Regions from separate parts of the Mus musculus genome. Here region 2 is linked to region 1. A link is a contact called in public Hi-C data. All regions are on one chromosome and are shown on one strand. Each heading gives the region's core, a stretch centred on a gene start, on an enhancer-like site or on the middle of the called end of the contact. The rest is flanking DNA. Distances are from core to core; before and after follow the strand shown.

Region 1 (6,069 bases), core at 916-3,415:
GCACATCCCTATTCCCAGTATTACCAATATTGTGAGGGTTACCTTATTTGGAAAAGGAGGATGCAGGTGTAATCAATTTAAAGACCCTGTGATGGCAGCTGACACTGGAGTCTGTGTGTTGGTGCTGAATGAAACCACACATCATTTATAAAAGGCAAAGGACTGGGGAGACAAATGAATAATAGTCTTTCTGTGCAAGCTTGAAGACCCAAGTATGGATCTCAGAGTTCCTGTTAAAGCCAAGTGTGCTGGCACATACCTTTATCCCAGCACTGGGGAAGCAGAAGCAGGAGGATTCTTAAGGCTTATTGACCAACCAACCTGTCCTAATTGGTGGACCCCCCCCCCAGCCAATGAGAGACCTTGTCTCAAATGCAAGAGGGCTAGAAATATGACTTGGGGGGGGGGACTTGTTATGCAAACATGAGTGTCCCAAGTATGCACATTAAAAAAATAAAAATAGAAATAAAAACAGATGTGGTTGTATCCATGGCACTGTGAAGCACGGAGACAGGAGGATCCCTGCAACTTACTGGCTGCTGGTATAGCTCTGGGTTCAGTTGAGACAGCCTGTCTCAAAAGAATAATGCAGAGATAGATAGGACGGCACACCCAAAGTTTTTCTCTAACATCTACAAGCAAACACATGTGCACACACACACACATACAAACAATGCACACATATACCACATGCATACCATATAAGATGAATACGTCTAAAGCAACACCCAAGGCTCACCTCTGACCTTCATACACACATGTATACATGTATATACATATATACACACACATCACACACACACACACACACACACACACACACACATGAGGAGGCCCAAAGGAAATTTGATGCAGAACAGAAGTCTATGTCATCAGAGAAACCAGGACTGAGGTGACAAGGACATAAACCACGGAGTGCCAGCAGCAACCTGAAGCTATAATAAAGCACATTTCTCCCCTTGTGACTTCCAGAAGGATCTACCCCTGTCAACACCATGTCTTCACCCTGAAAAACTCATTTCAGATGTCTGGCATCCAGAATGGTGAGACAATAAAGTGAGGAAGTTTTAAGTCACTAGGTTGATGCTAAATTGGGGTAGTAGCCTAAGAAACAAGCTGATACTCCCTCCCCAGCCTGCTGTGACTTGTGGAAACATCTCTGGGTGGCTTTCACACTTCCAGAAACAGTCCATCGAAAAGTGTCTTCAGAATGACCCGTAGAATCCGTCCCTTTACATCCTGCCAGAATTCCTTCTATTATAGTCTACTTTGTTTGCAAAAATAATAATAATTTGTGATATAATACTTAAATAGTACAATAAAATTTGTTCAAGGAGAAGACAAAAATGGGAGAGTGAGCCCGGAGGTGTGAGCCAGAAATCCCAGCCTTTGGGGATGCAGAGACAAAAACATTTGGAGTTCAAGGTCAACCCTGGCAACAAAGTGAGTTCCAGGCCAGCCTGAGCAGAGTGAGCCTCTGTACCACAAAAACAGAGAGGGGGGTGGGGGGAGGAGAAGAAGGGAGGAAGGAAGCAAACAGGGGAAGATGGGACTGGAGAGGTAGCTCTCTGGTTTAAAAGCAAGCAAGGTTCCTGCTGTGGTCCTAAGCTCAGTTCTCAGCACCCATATCAGCCAGCTCACAACCAGCTGTAACTCCAGTTCCAGGTGACTGGGTGCCCTCTTCTGGCCTCAGTGGGACCGACACAAGGGCACAAAGACACGCGATTGAAAATAAAACAGAGATGGAAGCCTGAAAGGAGGAAAAGGATGGAGAGACGGAAGAAGGGAGGGGATGACAAAGAATGCACAGTTGAAATTGATATCAGCACCCTAAATCCATACCTTACCTCTGGAGTGTTATAATAAATTATTTAAATCCCAGCCGAGGTTTCTACCCCACCTTTGGTTATTGAGTTCCTGGATGAAAAACACACTCACAGCCTTCATAGTTACAAGCCTTAAGCAGCACAATAGCTGAACGGATGGATACCTCACCTCCAAGCTGTTAGAATCCACTTCACTATTGATAACCCTGAGTTATTACTTACTATTTACCATGTTCCATCTGGGCTGCTCTTAACTCTGATTGGGTAGTTCTCATGACCCTTGACCCTTAACCCATTGTGACTTTCCTTCCTCCTCTCCAGTGAGCGCTCCTCTCCCACAAGCCTGGGAATCCTAAACCCTACCTATGTCTCTTCTGCACAGCTATTGACATCTTTATTCACCAATCAGAATTAACTTGGGGACAGGGTCACATGAGCTGTGTGCAGACTCCAGGTCTTGGGGGCCCACACTTAGCATTACAATAGACAGTAAAAGGCGAAACCTCAACACTGGACATTTACAGAGCCATTTACCCAGCCGGTGGGATTATTGTGTTCTCTAACAGCCACAGCAAAGGATGTCAGTGTGTCAGTCGCTTTCCTGTTGTGATAACACACAATGACCAGAAAGTGGGAAGCTAAGAAAAATCACTTCTGTCACTGCAAACAGAGCAGAGAGAGGACTGAGGCCATGATCACTCAATGCCCACCCTCAGTGGCGTGCTTCCTCCTGCATGGCTGCACCACCTAAAGGTTCCATGACTTCCCAAACAGCACATGGAACCACACATTCAAGTACCTGAGCCTGTGAGGACATTTCTCACTCGTCACCACCACTACTACACTATTTCCTAAACTGGTCTGATCATAACAACCCCTTGGATACTCATTAACCATCCACATATCCAGTCCCTACCTCACTGAAGATCTATAAAAGCAAATCTAGTAGAGAGGTAGTTAAATCTGGATTCTAACAAATCCCCAAGAGGGACGTGACCCGCAAGAGGGTCAGAGTTCATCGTGTAAAACGAAGGCATCCTGTCAAGACTGAAATGATGTCATCAACTGTGTGCCTGTCCAGGTGAGATCCACAGCTGTCAACACTCCCCAGTTCGAAGATGGCTTCTTGGTAAACTGGTAAGAAGGGAAATAAAAGAACATACTCGTGCCCTAATTGAAGATAGGTACAGTAATAGATTCCTGAATTTCATCTTCTGTTTCCCTTTTCCTCTTTCCAAATTCACTCAGGGTTTTTTGAGGGAATCTCCGTGGACAGGAAAGGGCAAAGGATCAAGGTCAGCTGATGCAGACAAAAGGAGGGGCCTATGGATTCCATCATTGTCATCCAACATCTTCCTAGGGTAAGAGACCATGTGGATTTTAGCTGGTGTAGTACACACAAGAACAGAGGCTTGGTAGCAGGATGAGTCAGACTTAGTGTAGGGAGATACCGAGAGAAGCATGGATGAAGATCCTCTCAGACAGATCCCTGAGTGCAGCTCCCTTCCCCACCGTCAGCCTTCAGTCCTGGGAGTTAATAACTTTCCTTTAAGGCCTATACCATCTCAAGTTGCACCTAAAGGCAGTACTGCCATTGTATTAATCTTAGATTTTTATTCAATTTTTAATTATGTGTTTGGGGTGGGGGAGAGATATGGGCACAGGTGCATGATGCCCATAGAAACCAAAAGAGGGAGCAAAATCCCTTTGAGTAGGAGTTACAGGCAGCTGTGGACCACACAGGACCCACCTCACTAGCCACGAAGGAAGCCACCGGTCATCTCCAATGCAAGGGTATGTGCAGCGCATGCAGCAGGGAAGGAAGGGGTGAGGCCTGATGACATCGTCGCCTCTCTGGCTGTCCTTTCCCAACTACTCCAGCTGCCCTGAGAGAATGACTTTAATACTTAACTAGGATGGTTAGCTCTTAAGAAGAGATTTCTGGTCCAAAGCCTGGGGTTTGATTCCCATCAATATAAAAATATTAATTATGGGAAAGGTTTTGCCTTGCTTTTCATTCCTTGACAACTTTATTCGAGTGGATTCTGAATTTAGGGTATTTTTCACCTCTATTACCCTCCCCCCTCCCTCTATCCTTCTCCTACTCTCCCTCTTTTCCTTCCTCTCCACCCACTTTCTCTCAAGCCCTTCTTCTTCCCAAAAGCTCCCTCTATTTTGATGTGTCCCCCTCCCCGCCCCATGGTGACATGGATAAGAATGAGTAGTTCATATCCAGTGGGGGAACACACCAGTGGCTACATTACTGAAGGAAACTACCTCCCCTTCTCCTGCAGCCATTAGCCACCCGCAGTCCCCCTGTTAGAGGTGGGGTCTCGGGAGCCTCTTGTGGCAAGATTTTTAATAGTAGAGAATTCCAGCTTCACCAAATAAAAATGTCCTGAATATTGTTATATAGTAACGTGACTCCCTCACCAGTACTAAACTTACTTACAGCTTACTGTTACTTACAGCTTACTGTTGCCCTTTACATATGCAGAAACAGCTATCATGGATACAGGAGTGGTTGCTGTTTAAACAGAGGCATGGTTACTGTTTAACTCTATGTAATGCGTTCTTCACAGTCACCTGGAAGGGGCAGGGTTATTACTACTATTCCTACTTCAGCATTTTTCAGAGTACTTTTTTTTAATTGTGTGTATGTCCGTGTATGAGTGCAATGCCCCTGGGGAGTCCAGAAGAGAATGGTGGATCTCTGGAGCTGGAGTTACAGGTCATTGGGAACTGTCTAACATGGGGAACTAACCTGAGTCCTCAGGAAGAGGAGTGCTCTTAACCAGGAGCTATTTCTCCTGCCTCTGTTGTGCTTGTTTTTAGAGGAGCACTGAAGCTTAGCTATCCCCAACTGACAGCAAAGGGAAAAATCAGTTCTCTCCAATGGCATCTCACTGGTATACAAACCACATTCAAGGGCACGCACCATACCCAGCAATAGATGGCTAATCCAAAACACGAACCCAGTGGTATTTGGGGAGATTTTTTTTTTCTCATAATGCTTTGTCTCGCCTTTAAAAAAAAATCTTACTTGTCTTTTGAAGACAGACAGACAGACAGACAGATGATAATAAAAAGATATATTTTTTCTCAGATTGGATGGGATTGAGATTTATGCTTGTCTGGGCATGTGTCCTGATATGTTTGTGCCTCTCATTCTTTTTCTTCAGTTTTGGTTTTTTGTGGGTTTTTTTTCTTCATTGTATCTTACTCTGGTTTATTTAGATTTTTTCCCCTCTGTTTGTTTTCTAAAAGGGGTGGGGGTTGAGAGAGAAGAGCAAAGAGTTGGATTAGTGGGGAGGTGGGAGGATCTGAGAGGAGAAACTGTAAAAAGAATATATTGTATGAAAAAGACTTATTTTCAATTTTAATTTGTTAAAAACAAAACAACAGCAACAAGTGAACCGAAGCTTAGAGTTCAAAGTTACAAAAGCTGTCCAGGATTACAAAGACAGCACATCCCACACAGCCTCCTGTGTGCTGAGGGGAGGCATCCAAGCGAGCCTCAGACTTCCTGACAGACTTTCTTTATAACTTACAGGATGATTTTCTTATCTGAGGCAGAGTCTCTGGAAGCCCAGGCTAGCCTCGGCTAACCATGTAGCCCAGCCCAGATCTCAAATTCCTGAACCTATTGCCTCTGCCTCCAAGATTACACCCAGTGTTTGTCTGTGGGACTATATCTACTTTTATACATTAGCCTAGAGCAGTAAAACCCTGAGATAGCAAGTCAGCGCCTCTCCCATCTGATAGCGTGGGCTATGGAGCAATTCAAATATGGCCGCTGCAGTCGACAAAATCTATTTTTCATTTCATGATTAAGTAAATGTGAACAGTCCTACAAACAGAGGCTGAGCATGGAAAGATTTTTGAAAAGCATTTTTTACCGAAATACAATAATAATAAAAAAAAACCTGGAATGTTTGCAAAACGTTATAAACGCACACATTATGATGTCACCACTACAAACTATCCCCTGAGAGAGTTGTGGGGTAGGCAATAACCTTTTATTGTGAAAATAGTTTTGACCTAAGGGATCCTCTGAAAGGACCCTTCAGGGGCCCGGGACCACACTGGGAGTCTTAGGGGGCCTGGCCAGGCTTATCTCCTAAAGGCTCTGAAGGAGTCTGTCACCTCCCTGTGGGGGACACTTCCTTCCACTTTTGCTAGACTTCTCTGGTTCTCCAGTGCCAGGCGCTTGTCATGCCTGAACTTAGAGAGGCCAAGTGCT
Region 2 (6,069 bases), core at 2,152-4,651, 270 kb before region 1:
GGACTAGAAGAAGGCTGTTGATTTTGTCACAGGCAGGATGCAAAAAGAGAAGTCTTCAAAGCAGAGTTTCTGGTTGCTGACTCCCTCTAGTCTGTCCCCACCTCTCAGACTTTCTACAAACTCCCACTATTGATGACCATGTGGTCAAAACACATGTATGGGAGGAAATTCCCATTTAAGCTGTAACTGAGACATTGCATAAGAAAACTGGAAAGCACATTAGCATCTTCCCACCAGTGGGAGAAGGATGGAAGGCTGTCAGAGGATCTAGTTGTACCCTCCTCCCAAACAGCTGGGATTCATTTTAAGGACCATTTTGCTTCCTTCACCATGACGATTTCCTCATATTGTCTCCTCAACCTGTGTCAAGGAAAAAACAGTCCATGTCCTCAGAAATAAGGGCTTGTAGAGGAAGCTAGACCACTGTATTTGGAAAGCCAGGGGGTAAACAATCTTTGGTGAAGAATGTCACGTGAAACTCAAAGTAACCAGACATCTTTGAAGCAGCATCAATGCCATCGGGAGCCACCAGATTGCACAAAGAGCAGGATGTGACCCTGGTTGTCTTTAGCAAGAATAGTGGCTGCCATCTTATTAGCCATGTGTCAGATCCGTGCATGGGCACCACAGGAGCCTATGGGAAGTCCCAGACCTGAAACTCCATACCCATTGAAAGTGTCATGAGCTCTGGACATTGTCCACAGGGACCTTGGCCCTTCTGACTCTGCCTTTGTATGTTCCCCTAGCCTAACTCGAGACCTTTGCATCTCACCATTCGTTGGGTTTCTAGATACAGAGGACATATTGAACAGGACTGAGCAAGTATAAGCCATGAGGATGCACTGAGTTCAGGAAACAGGAATGGGAGGTACCTGCTTTCCTTGTCCCTCTAGTGGAAAGTGGGCTCCTGGGATCTCACCTATCGTGGCGTTTCTCCCAGAGAAAGGGTGTTCAGATTAGTCATGGCTACTGAAGTCTACGTAGACTGCTTTATAATCTCATCAACATTCCCTCTCAAAGGTGTCCTTCTAAACACCCTTCTTTTCAGTATAGGGACCCCACCTTCTGTAACTTAAAACAAAGCCACTGTAATAGCAACAACATAGTGCTGGGTTACTCATTCCAAGAGCAAATGCCTCAGCTCTTTGGCCAGTGTCTACTCCTCCTATTTCAACCTCATCTGAATTTCCACATTTGATAATAAATACAAAGCACACCATGACCAACACAGTCCACACACACAAGAATCCTTCCTACAGTCAGAAGAGACCACAGAACACACCATGACCAACACAGTCCACGCACATGAGTCCTTCCTACAAGCTGACGAGACTACCGCAGGTGCTCCAACTTTTCCTCTACAGCCATTCTTTGTCATAACTGCCCCCAGCTAGCGCTTAGTAGGGCAACATGTAACCATTTAGCAGCTGAGAGTCCTTGCTGTTCTAGCCTGAGTTAGTTTCCAGTCATCTCCTGGTCACCTCAGTTGCTCTAGCTGACAGTGCAAGAGGAGGTGCCACGCCTCTTCCTGTCCTGTTTTAGAAATCTGGGTCCATCAACCCCGAATAATAATTCAGCAATCTCTTTTCATGGGGTCCCAAATCAGGCAGGAAGGGTACCACTCATTCTCCATAAGTTCAAAGCAAAGCCTCCATCCTAACCAACGCTCCAAGTTTCTAAGAGCCTTCAGCAGACAATATATCTGAGTTGAAGATCCATCTTCCTGTCAGGCTATGGTCAGTGGGACCTGTAGTTAGGCCCATCAGTCTCTCACCTATCTCAAAAGCTTATTTGATTCTACTGAGCAAAATTTTGTTTCAAGAAATACTGAAATTTGATACTGATCTGACTATGGTGCTTATAAAGCAACAGCACAAAAAGATTAAAACTTCATGATGTTGAAGGATTTAAAATTTGATGAAATTGGTAGCCAGAGAATATAACACAAGTATGTTATGATGTATATATAACTGATGGGGGCATAATTTCTACTCTATAATATAGTCCGCTTTAAAGCTCTTTTTTTTGTTTTTGTTTTTGGGTTGTTTTTGGTTTTGGTTTTGGTTTTTTTGGTTTTTTGAGACAGGGTTTCTCTGTGTAGCCCTGGCTGTCCTGGAACTCACTTTGTAGATCAGGCTGGCCTCGAACTCAGAAAACCACCTGCCTCTACCTCCCAAGTGCTAGGATTAAAGGAATGCACCACCAAGCCCGGCTTGCTTTAAAGCTCTTTAAAGTCAATATCTTCCTCCTGCTCAGGCCTGGTTGTTCCTTCTACATAGTTGGAACCTAACTCTGGCCCTTGTTAGGTCACCATGCTGAGAGGAAGATCCTGCTACCTAGATTTTTGCACAGCCTTTATCCCTGCCATCATCTGAACCTCTCCATCAGACCAAGAAAAGACTTAGACAAGATCTCTATGAGGGAAAAGCCCTTTGGTCTTTCTGACGTGGTAAAGCTGCCTCCACAGTGGAGCCTCTTGGTGAACTTGCCGATGAATGAAGTCTCATCCACTGAGCTCATCTTAAGGCGTGCATCCAGTATCTTCCCTGAGTGTACCCATCACCCCTTCTCAAATGTTATTCTTTCCAAGCCTCTGACCATCTGGCCAAACCATCGGCCACTGTCCAGGAATTAGACAGAGATAATTGCCTGAAGCAATGTCTCCTAGATAATTAAGCACACCACAGACATCTGTTCCCAGGAGAATCTTTATGCTTTATGAATTTGGGGACCACCCTTGAGTGGTGTTCAAGCACCTCAGCAATTTAGAACCCAAGACTTTGACTGGCTCCTGGCATAGTCGGAGGAGAGAACGCAATGAGCCACAAGAAAGGAACTGTTTCTGGAACCTTACAGAGAGCATGGGGTCCCAGGGTCAGGGTGGGGCTTCTGCCTGCGATTTGAATTTGAAGGGGCTCTGAACTGAGCTACCAGCATTGTGGCCCATGTGCCCTCTGGATCTGCTCACTTTACTAGCACTGCAAAAACCTATCAAGCCACAGAAACACTTGGGGTGTGCACCCACCACTCCCATCCCACGTCTAATTCCAACACAAACAGAGGCCAGCAGGGAAGATCCTGTCTCTGTGGTGGGTAGAGACCTACAGAGAAATTCGGGGTGGGGAGGATGCTTTGGAAAAGGTTTCTTTCTTTTACTTTTTTTTTTTTTTTGAGAATTTCAATTTCTGAAACTCTTTCCTATTAATCACATCTTGGAGTCTGAGATTACAGATCGACTACCCTGGTGGCCTTTGAACCCTAATTAACCCACTAGCTCATTTGGTGCCCCTACTTTATTTAACTATGTGTTGCAGTTTATAAAAAAATATGTGGCCTCACGTCTGGTCAAATACTGCACATTCCACAGTTCTTGCTCGGGCCACTTCCTTCCCTATGGAGCTATTGCCTAACTTTTCCAAAGCTGATATTAATATCTCAGACCATTATAATATAGTTATTTTCAGGGAAGGCTGGGAGGAAGTCACGTGGCATCAATTGGTCCCATGGGGTCTCTTAAGTCTCCATTTAGCATGTTGTTTTTGTTCACAGCAACAGCAATGGAGTGGAAACAGCAAGGAAGTCACCATTTATTGTGTTAAGTGAATAATTATTTTCTAGAACTTGTTTGGTTAATGAGTAAGTATTCCTTTTTTAAGTGTATGAAGGCAGCTAGTAGCTGGGTCAAAGGTATGCACTCACGTGTGCACGTACACACATACACACATGCATGCATACACATATACACATGCATGCACACACATGCATACACAAGTACACACACAGAGGCATACACATGCACACAATGGCACACACACATACACACATGCATGCACCCACATAATACACACACAGGCACACACACACACACACACACACACACACACACACACACATACACACAGATTTAGGCTACCACCCATTCTATGGCATTTTCTTGACTGATGTTCACTGTAAGAGGGCTCAGTCCCTTGTAGTGCCACCACTACGCAGGTGGTACTGGATGGCATGGAAAACAAGCCAGTAAGCAATCGTTCCTCCATGATCTCTGTAATTTCCTGCCTCCAGGTTCCTGCTCCAACTTTTCTTCATGAGAAACTATAAATTATAAATCCCTTCCTTCCCAAGTTGGTTTTGGTAGTGGCATATATCACAGCAATAAAAGTCTAATTGGGACACAGAATGAGAAATCCTTCCAGTGATTTCTGGTAGGAGAACCTGCCAGTTCATTGGCATGAGAAGTAATCTGTCTTTTACAAAGATGCATCAGAAAAATACCAATTAACTATTCTTCAAGGTGGCTGCAGTCAGACATACACCTATGGTCCTAACACTGGGGAAACTGAGTCAAGAGGCTCAGTAATCATATTTGAGTGACTCTGATGCCAAGTGCATTCTGAGATCCCGTCTTTAAAATGATTTTTAAAAAAATGTTGTGCAGTGTAGTTTTTTTTTGAAGATCCTGGAGTGAGAAAAGAATGTATCTAAAAAAGAAAAATACAAATTTTCTTAATCAGAGAGAGTCTGAGAGTTGTTTGCCCCAAAGACTAGATCTTAATACGAAACCTTCCTCAGTTTTTATACTGTATTAAAGTTTTATCCTTAATCAGTAAGCCAGCAAAATAGGTAATAAACCTGTTCTTTCTTAATTTAGTCAGATCAAAGTATTAAAGTTGTTCAGTTCACATAACCCATTCGCTATAACCAATAAATAAGTGTAAAAGGTTTTATGACCACGGGTGTGAGAACGTCTCCTGGGATACTGTCACGCATAGCAGTTACGAGACTGCGCATGCATTCCCACCAGAATGCAGGATGTAAGGAGGCGTGGCTCTGTTCGAGTCATTCTTCCTCCTGGAATCCCATCCAGAGGGGCTGCTTTCAGCTGCTGCCCTCACAGAGGGTCCACCACCTCCTTGACAGTGCCAAGCTTATGGAAGTTTAAAGGCACTCTACGGAGCGGAAGCTGGGCACAAGCTAACGGGGAATGAGGGACAGTTTACTAATGACTCGGGTAATTATTCAACTTGTGAATGGACGGACTAGGGCCTTTGATTCGCCTTCTCTTTTCTCCCTAGTCTTTTAATTGCTCATAAAAGCCTTGTGAAGTCAGTTGGAGCAGGAAGTGAAAACTGAGCTCATCTGGTCTATCGGGTTTCTTTTGAGTCATTCCAGTTACCGTGCGGAAGCGGAAGTGATTGAACCCGCTGGCTGACTCAAGACTGGGGCCCAACTGTGGATTCTGCTTGCCTACCCCACCACATCCAAATCAGAACAATGGCCACAGACGCTGGGTGTGGAGGTGTGTAGCAGGCAGCGCTGTAGGAAGCACGGGAGACTGATTTATCAGCTCTTTGTATTTTTATAGAGGTAAAAATGGATGCCCAAAGAGCCAAAGGGAGTTTACTAATGTCACAGGGCTCATTTTAAATGATGAAGTGAAAATGCCATTTAGGATTTGATAAATAACAGTGGCTATATTGTATTAATGTTATACTGGTTGTGTATAGTAAGCACAATACAGGAATTCAACAGGAGTTCCATCTTGGACATGTGGGTTTTTTTTTTCTAGAAATAGTTGCTTTCATTATGAATTTCAAAGATGATTTATAAGCCATCCAGTAACAATGTTTCATTTCAGAGCATAATGTCCATCATCATGTGGCTGGAGGCAGCAGCATACCATTTAGCTCACAGACACACAGAAGATAGCAGAGCTATCTCTTGATGGAAGTATAGAAATATCTTTAAGCCACGAGCCAGACTGCCCCTGTTCCTATAGAGATGTTTTTAAGGCTTATTTTTATTATATGCATGCATGCACACCTGTGCATGTGCACAGATATATGCACATTAAGTGCAGGTTCCCTCAGAGGCCAGAGGTGTCAGGTACCCTAGAATTAGGATTACAGGTGGAGGTGGCCACTAGCTACCTGATGTGAGTGCCAAGAGCTGAGTTCATGTTCTCTGCAAGAGCAGCAGGTATTCTTAAATGAGGAGGCATCTCTCCAGCCTCATCCTGCAAAGCTCTTAAGGAGCCACCTAGAGAGAAAGCCAGGTCTTCATCTGGTG

The links. Hi-C and Micro-C count contacts between places; a contact is called where the count stands out from the background.
Region 2: a Hi-C map of bone marrow-derived macrophages shows a contact between it and region 1, with 30 read pairs. The contact joins the enhancer-like site here to the promoter of 4930488B22Rik in region 1. A contact is called at or near these places in 3 of 39 promoter capture datasets (embryonic stem cells and maxillary cranial neural crest), 7 of 484 Hi-C or Micro-C datasets (astrocytes, bone marrow-derived macrophages, cortical neurons and 3 more), 17 of 115 datasets of contacts at active chromatin or transcription factors (bone marrow-derived macrophages, craniofacial prominence, embryonic basal ganglia and 11 more) and 1 of 9 other capture datasets (bone marrow-derived macrophages).

The regions. Positions count from the first base shown.
Region 1 is chr1:184,710,332-184,716,400 of GRCm38.p6, forward strand. 4930488B22Rik (RIKEN cDNA 4930488B22 gene) reads left to right here and starts at 2,166. Exons shown (of 3, transcript NR_040627.1): 1 at 2,166-2,963; 2 at 3,075-3,187.
Region 2 is chr1:184,436,265-184,442,333 of GRCm38.p6, forward strand. No RefSeq gene overlaps it. Among named protein-coding and RNA genes, the nearest start is that of Gm34229, 7.2 kb to the left of the region's middle. Within about 2 kb of position 3,402, at least 6 of the 459 cell types and tissues checked have an H3K27ac peak or open chromatin away from gene starts, as enhancers often do. A contact at or near this core is called in bone marrow-derived macrophages and pancreatic cancer cells, where this site is marked.